Linked DNA regions of Oncorhynchus kisutch: region 1 is linked to region 2. The links are chromatin contacts, called in public Hi-C maps. All regions are on one chromosome and are shown on one strand. The core of a region is the stretch at or near the end of the contact, and the rest is flanking DNA. Distances in the headings are between cores, read along the strand shown. Region 1 holds the start of LOC109904562 (transmembrane protein 151B-like). Region 2 holds the start of hs1bp3 (HCLS1 binding protein 3).

Evidence for each region. Hi-C and Micro-C count contacts between places; a contact is called where the count stands out from the background.
Region 1: a contact with region 2 is called in a Hi-C map of muscle, with 5 times the contacts expected there. The contact joins the promoter of LOC109904562 here to the promoter of hs1bp3 in region 2. A contact is called at or near these places in 2 of 2 Hi-C or Micro-C datasets (liver and muscle).

What each region holds. Positions count from the first base shown.
Region 1 is chrLG14:23,293,738-23,299,551 of Okis_V2, forward strand. It overlaps LOC109904562 (transmembrane protein 151B-like), which reads left to right and starts at 2,744. Exons shown (of 2, transcript XM_020501763.2): 1 at 2,744-3,221; 2 at 3,718-5,814. The coding sequence starts at 3,144. The coding sequence ends at 5,142.
Region 2 is chrLG14:23,158,100-23,164,110 of Okis_V2, forward strand. It overlaps hs1bp3 (HCLS1 binding protein 3), which reads right to left and starts at 4,103. Exons shown (of 7, transcript XM_020501363.2): 1 at 3,956-4,103; 2 at 3,113-3,278; 3 at 2,572-2,779; 4 at 1,947-2,157; 5 at 1,626-1,747; 6 at 1,282-1,342; 7 at 494-1,195. The coding sequence starts at 4,038. The coding sequence ends at 952. It overlaps LOC109904168 (b(0,+)-type amino acid transporter 1), which reads left to right. Exons shown (of 6, transcript XM_020501360.2): 6 at 59-491. The coding sequence ends at 289.

The DNA.
Region 1 (5,814 bases), core at 1,494-3,993, 130 kb after region 2:
AGGATTGTGTCGAGGTACAGATCTGGAGAAGGGTACCAAAACATTTCTGCAGCTTTGGCGGTCCCCAAGAACACAGTGACCTCCATCATTCTTAAATGAAAGAAGTGTGGAACCACCAAGACTCTTCCTAGAGCTGAGGAGTGGCTTCCATCTGGCCACTCTACCATAAAGGCCTGATTGGTAGAGTGCTGCAGAGATGGTTGTCTTTCTGGAAGGTTCTCCCATCTCCACAGAGTGACCATCAGGTTCTTGGTCACCTCCCTGACCAAGGCCCTTCTCCCCCGATTGCTCAGAAACATGCGTGAATTTCACCATTTTTGAAACTGAGCAATTGGGGGAGAAGGGCCTTGGTCGGGGAGGTGACCAAGAATCCAATGGTCACTCTGACAGAGCTCTAGAGTTCCTCTGTGGAGATGGGAGAACCTTCCAGAAGGACAACCATCTCTGCAGCACTCCACCATTCAGGCCTTAATGGTAGAGTGGCCAGACGAAAGCCACTCCTCAGTAAAAGGCACATGACATGACTTGAAGTTTGGCAAAAGACCCCTAAAGGACTCTCAGACCATGAGAAACAAGATTCTCTGGTCTGATGAAACCAAGATTGAACTCTTTGGCCTGAATGCCAAGCGTCAAGTTTGGAGGAAACCTGACACCATCCCTACAGAGAAGCATGGTGGTGGCAGCATCATGCTGTGGGGATGTTTTTCAGCGGCAGAGATTGGGAGACTAGTCAGGATTCATCTATAAGTCTTTGCTAGGTATAGCAAAGTCTGTGCTAGGTATCAGCTCACTGGTCACCGACCCGTAGCACACGCTCCAGCAGGTATATTTCACTGGTCATCCCCAAAGCCAACACCTACTTTGGCTACCTTTCCTTCCAGTTCTCTGCTGCTAATGACTGGAACGAATTGCAAAAATCCCTGAAGTTGGGACTTCAGTGAGACTTATATCTCCCTCACTAACTTTAAGCATCAGCTGTCACAGCATCTTACCAATCACTGCAGCTGTACACAGCCCATCTGTAAATAGCCCATCCAACCAGCCAACTACCTACCTCATCCCCATATTTGTTTTTGTTTTTCTGCTCTTTTGCACTCCAGCATTTCTACTTGCACATCCTGATCTGCACATATATCACTCCAGTGTAAATTGCTAAATTGTCATTACTTTGCCACTATTGGCCGATTTATTGCCTTACCTCCTTACTTCATTTGCACCCACTGTATACAGATTTTTCTATTGTGTTATTGACTGTAGGTTTGTTTGTCCCATGTGTAACTCTATGTTGTTGTTTTTGTCGCACTGCTTTGCTTTATCTTGGCCAGGTCGCAGTTGTAAATGAGAACTTGTTCTCAACTGGCCTACCTGGTTAAATAAAGGTGTTCTCAACTGGCCTACCTGGTTAAATAAAGGTGTTCTCAACTGGCCTACCTGGTTAAATAAAGGTGTTCTCAACTGGCCTACCTGGTTAAATAAAGGTGTTCTCAACTGGCCTACCTGGTTAAATAAAGGTGTTCTCAACTGGCCTACCTGGTTAAATAAAGGTGTTCTCAACTGGCCTACCTGGTTAAATAAAGGTGTTCTCAACTGGCCTACCTGGTTAAATAAAGGTGTTCTCAACTGGCCTACCTGGTTAAATAAAGGTGTTCTCAACTGGCCTACCTGGTTAAATAAAGGTGTTCTCAACTGGCCTACCTGGTTAAATAAAGGTGTTCTCAACTGGCCTACCTGGTTAAATAAAGGTGTTCTCAACTGGCCTACCTGGTTAAATAAAGGTGTTCTCAACTGGCCTACCTGGTTAAATAAAGGTGTTCTCAACTGGCCTACCTGGTTAAATAAAGGTGTTCTCAACTGGCCTACCTGGTTAAATAAAGGTGTTCTCAACTGGCCTACCTGGTTAAATAAAGGTGAAATAAAAAATATATATAATAAAAAGGATTGAGGGAAAGATGAACAGAGCAAAGTACAGAGAGATCCTTGATGAGAACCTGCTCCGGAGCGCTCAGGACCTCAGACTGGGGCGAATGTTCCCCTTCCAACAGGACAATGACCCTAAGCACATAGCCAAGGCAACGAAAGTCTCTGAATGTCCTTGAGTGGTCCAGCCAGAGCCCGGACTTGACAGTGCTTCAACAAAGTACTGAGTAAAGGGTCTGAATACTTATGTAAATGTGATATTTCCGTTTTTTATTTTTAATACACTTGCAAAAAAATCTATAAACCTGTTTTTGCCCTCCCTGTCATTATGGGGGTATTGCGTGTAGATTGATGAGGGGGGAAAACAATTTAATCCGTTTTAGAATAAGGCTGCAACATATCAAAATGTGGAAAATGTGCATACGATGCCATCTGCTGTTTCATTTAGGGTTTGCATTTCAGAACATTATTTTAACTTGCACTCAAGACATCTCTTTTTAAACATAGGTAACATAACAATTTCACCATGTCTTGCCCATATACGTAGCTATATGCTTTTGCCTTTTGGTTTTCTTACCATTTTTTTGTGTGTTTTGTTGTGTTTATGTATGTTATGTATTGAGTATACATTAACTTAGGCTATAGTAGGCCTACATAGTATTATTAGTAGGCTAGTATTAATAGGTGTAATTAGAATTAGTAGTATTGTTATAGGCTTGTATTAGTCATGCTAATATTATTATTACTATTGGGTATTATTGTTAGGTTGTTATTCATATTATACAAAGGCATTATAACAGGTGTATGAGCCGACCTTATATGTTCAGGTTGACTACAAAATGCTCAGTGGACAGTGTGACTTCAGCATACCGGCAAGGTCATATTCCTCAATCTGACTGAGGGAGAATTCAAACACTATTCTAAATAGACTGATTCTCTTGCAAGTTGCCGCTGGCATAAATGTTTTCTTGTTTGCGACATTTTTATCACAGCTCAGTCATTTATTGGTCTGTTACCTGCATGTTTTATTCGATGAAATGTTTGCCAGCAGATCTCTCGGCTGCTGCCTTGATGGGGTATAAAGGCTATGATTAGCAAATAAATCAAGATATTTGTGTGCAAATTAACAAAGGACACTGGATAGATACAAGCGACTATCTCAACGTCGGAGCAAGCAATTTAAGCGCAATTCGCAACTCCACGCCCTACTGCTAATCGGTACCACAATGTCCCCTCCAGCCTCCGCTGCGGCAGCGAGTGAGAGCAGTACAACCACCGTTTTCGAGGAAGACACCAGAGAAGAGGTACCACTCTCATATCATATTATGCTGCCTTAAAATTGCCAGAAGCCTTGCTATAATAAAACATGTTCATAACCTCAGGCATAAAGCACCCAACCCCTTCCATGTTTTTGGCTGAATGTCACAGATGTTGCATAGCCTACATTATTTGATATTCATGACAATCGATCAGGGGGTATGACAATTATTTTGATCATTTGATGTTGGTTAAAAGTATTTGCAAGATAAATAGCTATTTACCAAGTATTTTCCTATTAAGAGTTGGTAGGCTATATGTTTCAATTGACTATAGGTTTAGACTGATTCATGTAAGAGCTGAGCTACCTTGCTGTGCATCAAATAGGAGCTTCATAGAAGAAGGGGGGGAAACATATTGTTAACAAAACGTCAGAAGCCCCCAAAGGAATCAAATCTTGAATGGTTAGAATGTTGTAATGGTGTGTCCGTTTACATTTACCAACACTGTATCCACTCTTTTTTGCATGCTTTGAATTAACAGCAGAGGCCCTTGAAGCAATCCCTGAGCAAGTCCCTGTGTAGAGAGAGCTTCTGGAAATGCCTGCTGCTCTCCATGCTCATGTACGGCTGCATGGGAGCCATGGTGTGGTGTCATGTCACCAAGGTGACTCGCCTCACCTTTGACAGTGCCTTCAAAGGGAAGTCCATGATGTACCATGACAGCCCCTGTTCTGACGGATACATCTACATCCCTCTGGCCTTCCTGCTCATGCTCTACCTGGTCTACTTGGTGGAGTGCTGGCACTGCAATGCCAAGAGTGAGCTGCAGCATAAAATGGATGTAGAGGGCATTTATGAACGTATCCAAAGGATGCAGCAAGCAAAACCCTGTATCTGGTGGAAGGCCATTAGCTACCATTATGTTAGACGGACTCGGCAGGTCACACGCTATCGTAATGGGGACGCCTACACCAGCACACAGGTCTACCACGAACGGGTCAACACCCATGTGGCTGAGGCTGATTATGACTATGGTCACTGTGGGATGAAGGACATCTCAAAACAACTGCTTGGTTTGGAGAAGGCCCCACTCACCAAACTGAGGTTCACCAAGTGCTTTAGTTTTGCTAATGTGGAGTCTGAGAACTCCTACCTCACCCAAAGAGCAAGGTTCTTCACTGACAACGAGGGGCTTGATGACTATATGGAGGCACGGGAGGGGATGCACCTGAAGGACATTAACTTAAAGGAGTGTGTGATTGTGTTTTCTGAACCTGACCACCACCCATGGTATGTGTCTCATCATGTGTTCTGGGCAGCATCCTTCCTCACCTTATCGTGGCCCCTGAGGGTTTTCACAGAGTACCGCACTGCCTACGTCCATTACCGTGTGGAGAAACTCTTCGGTGCGGATTACGTCCCTGTGACGCCTCTCGATGAACGCCCTTACAGCCACCGGATCCCCCGGGTCAACACCATCGACAGCACAGAGCTGGAGTGGCACATCCGTTCTAACCAGCAGTTAGTGCCTAGCTACTCTGAGGCTGGACTCATGGAACTGGCCCAGTGCTCCTCTGGTGGCTTTGGTGGTTTAAGACAGAACTGCGAGCGCTGTCACCGGGCAATGAGCAGCTCCTCTGTTTTCTCCAGGAGTGCCCTCAGCATATGTACCGGCAGTAGCCCGCGGGTCGGCCGGGTGCCCTACAGTGGCAGCCGCTTCTCCTTGGGCCGGCGCTACGGATCGCGACGCAGCTGTTTCTGGAGGAGTAGAAGCAGTTTGGATGAGCAATTGAGTCCCAGTGAGAACACCCGCTGCCTTTCCGGGCGCCTAACCACTGACGACGAGGACCCCCCAGATTACCAAGATGCTCTCTGCTTCCCCGTGCTAATTTTTCACTGTAGTGAGAACTGCCACAATCACAGGTCCTTTCATAGGAATGGCTCCTGTGTGGAGACCTCTCTATGACAATGCAATGTATTCACAGATAGCACAACTTTGTGTGTGAACAAAGATGTTTGCCCCGTGTGACACTAACAACTACAGAAAACCTCATGGCATAAGATTGTTAATGGGATTGGATAGATGTAAATCTTAGGTGCATATTCCCTCAATACCTTTTAACTAGTGATCACTAGGGGTGACATTTAGGCAGTGACAACACTAAAATATGGAGATGCTACCAAAAAAGAAATGTACACATTCAATGCAGTCAAGTCATTTTTTGGGTAAACTTTAGGCATAAGCCAAGGCCGGTGGGGATGATGCTGGAGTCTATGTTCTATATACGTTAATAAGTGTATTGAGTATAATTGTATTTGCATTCATTTCATAAATACTTTCATAAAGTCTTCCTCTTAATTATGAAATAACAATACACATTTATTCAACACATCAGTTGAGAGAAGTTTTTAAAATTAAAGTAATCTGGAAAAAAATCAACAGCAATAACTATGACTTCACCATTCTCTCATAATTGGAACCAACATGTTGAGATAACTGCCACATGAAAACAAACATCAATGGCACAGTTTCTATGACTTCCTTTTGTTTGTATCAGTTCTATTTGAACACTATATGATAGTCACATAGGCTATTGAAATGTAACATTGCTTACTTAATCTGCAAGTGGTGCCCCAA
Region 2 (6,011 bases), core at 2,853-5,352:
GACCCATCTGCTTTCTCAACTCTTGTGACAGTACCACTGTTTTTGTTTATTCACCCAGGTTCCCATTGTAATCCCCATCTTGGTCATCATGGCAGCGATTTTCCTTGTGATGGCACCTATCATTGACAACCCAGCAATAGAGTACCTCTACGTCACCATATTCATCTTCAGTGGTGTATTGGTTTATGTGCCATTCATTCACTACAAACTCTGCCCTGGACTGTTGGAGAAAGTCACTGTGTTCCTGCAGCTCTTCCTAGAGGTGGCCCCAGCAGACAAAAATCTATGACAATGCTGTCTTCTGAGTAATACCTGGACCAAAATAATTTACATCTCGGATGGGCACCACCATAACCTGGTTTTCAATAGTATTTAAGATGGAACGTAAAAAAAAAAGAAATTGTTATCAAATTCGGTAAATATCAGACTTAATTTGTACTGATTGTACTGCAATATAGGATGCTTTCAATAAATAATGCAAGTAAACATACCATTTTGTAAAATTGTAGACTTTATTTGGTGAAAAAAAAGAAAAGAGAATTTGTTGTTCAATTGTTTTTTTACATTAATATGTTCCAACAAGACATTTAGTATGATAAATCCAAAATTACTGTGCAGGTATTACAAAAATGAGTTAGATTTCTTTGTGAAGTCATTGCATTTGGAGCCACTCAATCATGGTAATGTATACAGTATTTTCAGTATAAAAAGTAGGAAAGCAATATGGGTAAAAATAAATAACACCACACAGGCCCATTTCCAGCACTGATTGTAACTATACATGTTCAGTAGACTTTTTATTAGAATCAGACTTCCAAAAGTCATCCTTGATGGAATAATCCTGGGTAATGTCAAAATATAATCATAGGCATAATTTTAGGCTGTTATTTTCCTGTGTAGCCTGCTAACAACTTCATGAGTCCTAATCAGTTACTATCATTTAGTTGGCAATTAAAACAGATCCAGATCATCAATAGATGTAGACTCATTTTGTTGGATATACTTGAGAATGTCGATTTGATCCTTCACCTCATTTGCAACTGGAAGAACACCCACAACTGGGCCCCTACCACCTGAGACTAGAGAGGAGGGCTTCACAGGCAGTTTTGGCTTTGGGGCCAGTTTGGGTTTGGGGGCAGGAACTGGCCTGATACTTTTCTTCACCTGGAGGAGCTTGTCAAAGTTGTCTTCTATCCTGAAAAGGGAAACAAGGACAATGTTGAATGGCTAATACAATGTTGTAATAACCCCTTTGTCTCGCAAATAACTATAACTGTATACCTGAAAAGTTCATCTGTATCCTCATCCAGTCCTGAATCTGCAGATGCCACATCCTTGTATGCTGTTGGAAGTAGTAAAGGGTCACCCAACTTCACTTTCCACATCAAGTCTGGCTCCTTAAACAGCTTAACGTTGCCTGTTAGCACAATGAAGATATGAGTTGAACTTAAATTGGACAAGAGGCAAGCTTCCTTGGGAACAGATCTGATATCTTCATTTACGGGATGTCAGTCTGGAATCTCTGACACTGACACTGTTTGTAGAGAGCTAATGACATTGTCATTGCAGTTCCTATGGAAGCAATAAATGGAACACAGAATCTGTATTTAAATATTTATACTAACTGTCTTTGGCTGCAGGTTGAAACAAGTCGTCATCTATATCCTCAGCCTCATCAAACAGAGATAACTTAGGTTGGGTAGCCACTTTAGCCTGTGGAGGCTTTTTCTTCTTCTGCCTCATGCACCTGGGGGAAAGGGTGACAGAAAGCATTAAATACCATACAGTGCCTGTAGAAAGTATCCCCATTTTCAAATATTGTTGATTTACAGCCTGAAATGATATTTTCCCTTCAACCATTTGATCCAGAATACAGATATTTGAGAAGATGCCAAAACCATTGAGAAAAACATCTAAAATGAACACAACCTCAGCAAGGCTCTTACTTTAAATTTCCTAGAGGTCCAAGGTACTGATCATCATCGTCATGTTCCTGCTCCTCTTCCCTAGGTTTCACTGGTGGAACATGTTTGGTTACTTTCGCAGCAGCAGCAGGGGTCTCCTCACTTTCAAAGAAATTATAGCCTTCTTCTTTATCCTGGTCCTGCCAATCTGCAACGTTCCTGGTTTTCGAATCTGCCATTGTGGACTTCGCCCCTACAGAAATATGAACTGTGAGCCAAATATTCTTTTTGACATTATATTCTTGATTAAATAAGGCAACTTCTACACTACAGGGAAGTACTGTTTATTTTTTCTGTTTGGTTAATAATTCATACTTTTCTTAAATAACTAGCCAGGCAGATACATGTCAATTTGAACCCCTGACTGCCTTGATATACAGTAACCTCATTGTAATATCACAGTTTGGTGCAGTAGTATTAGTACTAATCCCCAAGGTTGAAAATTTTCTGACCTATGTAGTTTGCATTAAGATAGAGGGGTGGCATTAGTGTAGGCGAATGAGTTAGAAAGTGCAAGTTTCAGTCAGAGACAAGCAAATTAAACAAGTTATTTACCAAAACTCTATAGAAAAAATACTATTTACTGTAGTGCTTTGTGGTACATTACCTAAGAGCTCCAACACCTCTGGGCAAGTAGCAAGTGTAGAATTCTTGGAGATGAACTTGACCAGTTCGTCAAAGGCCACCCTACGCTCCCGGATGTCTGCCTCGCCTACAAACAGGGCCTTGCGAGGCATGGCTGGTAAGGTGATCTTCGGATATTGACCCATGAGTCTGTAGTAAAACTCATCAATTTCACTGTATTTCTTTGAAACCTGCAAAACACATGTAAAACATGCAGGGTCTAGGTATGCCTGTAGCTTTTATAGCAATGCTTTGGGGTTCAAATCTAACCGTTAGAATTGTATATTTGGTTGTTGTTCAAAATCTTTATGTTATTATGCATTATGTAGCTGTTATAAAGGGTTTAGGAATGCATACTGTACATACTGAATGCTACAGTGAAGTGTTACCACAATTTCACACCAAGCAGTAGCTGCAACACCATCACTTTCAATTTGAGGTGATTAGGGGCACAGGGGCAGGATGCTAAATACTTATGTTTCCACCTAACTTAAATGGGACTGGGACTACCTGTGACTACCTACCACCAGCTGTACAATATCTTCAGGTTTGTGCTTGGCGGATTTGAAGGCAGCCAGCCGAGTCACCACAATAATCTGGTACTCCACATGACCTGTCATCATCGTACCACGGATCTCCTGGTAAAGAGGCACCTGCAGATCTATGCCTGTCACCTCATTCTGCAACAGCCTGGGATGGAAAACATTGTGACATTGACCAAAAGTAATTCAAATCAAATCAAATCAAATGTATTTATATAGCCCTTCGTACATCAGCTGATATCTCAAAGTGCTGTACAGAAACCCAGCCTAAAACCCCAAACAGCAAGCAATGCAGGTGTAGAAGCACGGTGGCTAGGAAAAACTCCCTAGAAAGGCCAATACCTAGGAAGAAACCTAGAGAGGAACCAGGCTATGTGGGGTGGCCAGTCCTCTTCTGGCTGTGCCGGGTGGAGATTATAACAGAACATGGCCAAGATGTTCAAATGTTCATAAATGACCAGCATGGTCGAATAATAATAAGGCAGAACAGTTGAAACTGGAGCAGCAAAGTGCAAGATTCATTCAAGAACAGAACTGTGGAGTGACATCGTGACACTGTTCCAACGGTAAACAGCAAGAAAGGAATCCAGCAAACATGTCAATGACACCTTTTATTTCACTACATGCTGATATTAATTTATATGTGCACAATAGTTTGGTGAATAGTTGCAACTAAGTCAAAGGGACCCCTGGGTTGGTACAGGGAAAAACAAGGACTGGCTTCAACAAGTAAACAACGATGGGGATGTGTTTCACACGTGTTAATGTTATCAGGCAACCTCGAAACGTCAAAGAAAGATAGCTACGAAATGTTCTTTATTTTACCTGCTTGTAATAAGTCCGTCTGGCATTGTGGTAAGATTTCTGTCCTGTCTCTGTTTAGCTGTAATCAAGCTGACCACCCCCATTCCCTACTGTTATGATACAAGTCATGGGATGGGAACTAGATACTGTTTCGGCTGCAGGCATACAAAACAGGAACTTCCGGTTTTAGCCTTCAAAATAAAAGCGCGCTGCTGCACTCGTTCTGCACAGCACAAGCGCCGGGCGGTGAGTTGCGAATATTTTACAGTTGCTTGTCGTCTGGGAAGGAGGCACATCGACTGATAGTAAGTCGAGGCATATGTCAGTAGCAGAACAAGCTCAAATCAAGTAAAAACTAACTTGTTTCGACAGCAAAGCTAGGTAACTAGGTCATCATCTACATTGGCTATGATCAGCTGATAGCCCATCCGTCTTTGCCTTTATGGCTTTTGCGTGCAGCCCTGCTACACTAATAGCAATCGGGCACCCGTGTGAGAACTCGTTGGGCTAGAATACCGCCATACCAGCATAGAACTCTCCATAAGCCACGCCCCAGTGGGAAGCTCTAGGCATGTTGCCTAGAAAAAAAATACATTTACAATGTGTCCGCGGTGGTTCTGTGTAGCCTAGTAATGCTAAAATATTTCAGACCAGTGTATTGTAGTTAATTTCGTCTTTGACTCAATACGTTCAATATATTTGAGTAGTAAACAGGGAAACAACAACGAAGTGAAAGGAGATACCAAGTCAGTTTCATAGCTGAATGCTTTCAACCAAAATGTGTTTGCCGCAACCTTAACCCCCTAGGATCCAGGTAGTTCGCAAAAGAATATACCAGAGGGGGCATCGTTTTACTAGGCTACCTACTAGGCTACATTGGGATCATATGGTTACCACCAGTGTTCGAATACATTGAGTTCGTTGACAAAACAGCAGTGGTGGAAAAAATACCCAATTGTCATACTTGAGTAAAAATAAAGATACCCTTTTATAGAAAATGACTCAAGTGAAAGTCACCCTGTAAAAAAGTACTTGAGTAAAAGTCTAAAGTATTTGGTTTTAAATATAATTAAGTATCAAAAGTAAATGTGTAAATCTTTTCAAATTCCTTATTAAGTAAACCAGAAGGCACCATTGTCTTTGAATTTTAAATATACCTATAGCCAGGGGCATGCTCCAAACCTCAGACATAATTTACAAATGAAGCATGTGTGTGTTTAGTGAGTCTGCCAGATCAGAGGCAATCGGGAAGACCAGGGATGTTCTCTTGATAAGTGTGTGAATTACACAATTCTTCTGTCCTGCTAATCATTCAAAATGCAACGAGTACTTTTGAGTGTCAGGGAAAATGTATGGAGTAAAAATGACATACTTTTCTTTAGTAATATAGTGAAGTAAAAGTTGTCAAAAATATAAATAGTAAAGTACAGATACCCCCCAAAAAACTACTTAATTAAAATTACTTGAAAGTACTACTTAAGTACTTTATACCACTGCAAAACAGACTATTGGACGGAGATGCTCTTAAATACAAGTAAAACTAAATGCATGCTCTTCAACCGATCGCTACCTGCACCTACCCGCCTGTCCAACATCACTACTCTGGACGGCTCTGACTTAGAACACGTGGACAACTACAAATACTTAGGTGTCTGGTTGGACTGTAAACTCTCCTTCCAGACCCATATCAAACATCTCCAATCCAAAGTTAAATCTAGAATTGGCTTCCTATTTCGCAACAAAGCATCCTTCACTCATGCTGCCAAACATACCCTTGTAAAACTGACCATCCTACCAATCCTCGACTTTGGCGATGTCATTTACAAAATAGCCTCCAATACCCTACTCAACAAATTGGATGCCGTCTATCACAGTGCAATCCGTTTTATCACCAAAGCCCCATATACTACCCACCATTGCGACCTGTACGCTCTCGTTGGCTGGCCCTCGCTTCATACTCGTCGCCAAACCCACTGGCTCCATGTCATCTACAAGACCCTGCTAGGTAAAGTCCCCCCTTATCTCAGCTCGCTGGTCACCATAGCATCTCCCACCTGTAGCACACGCTCCAGCAGGT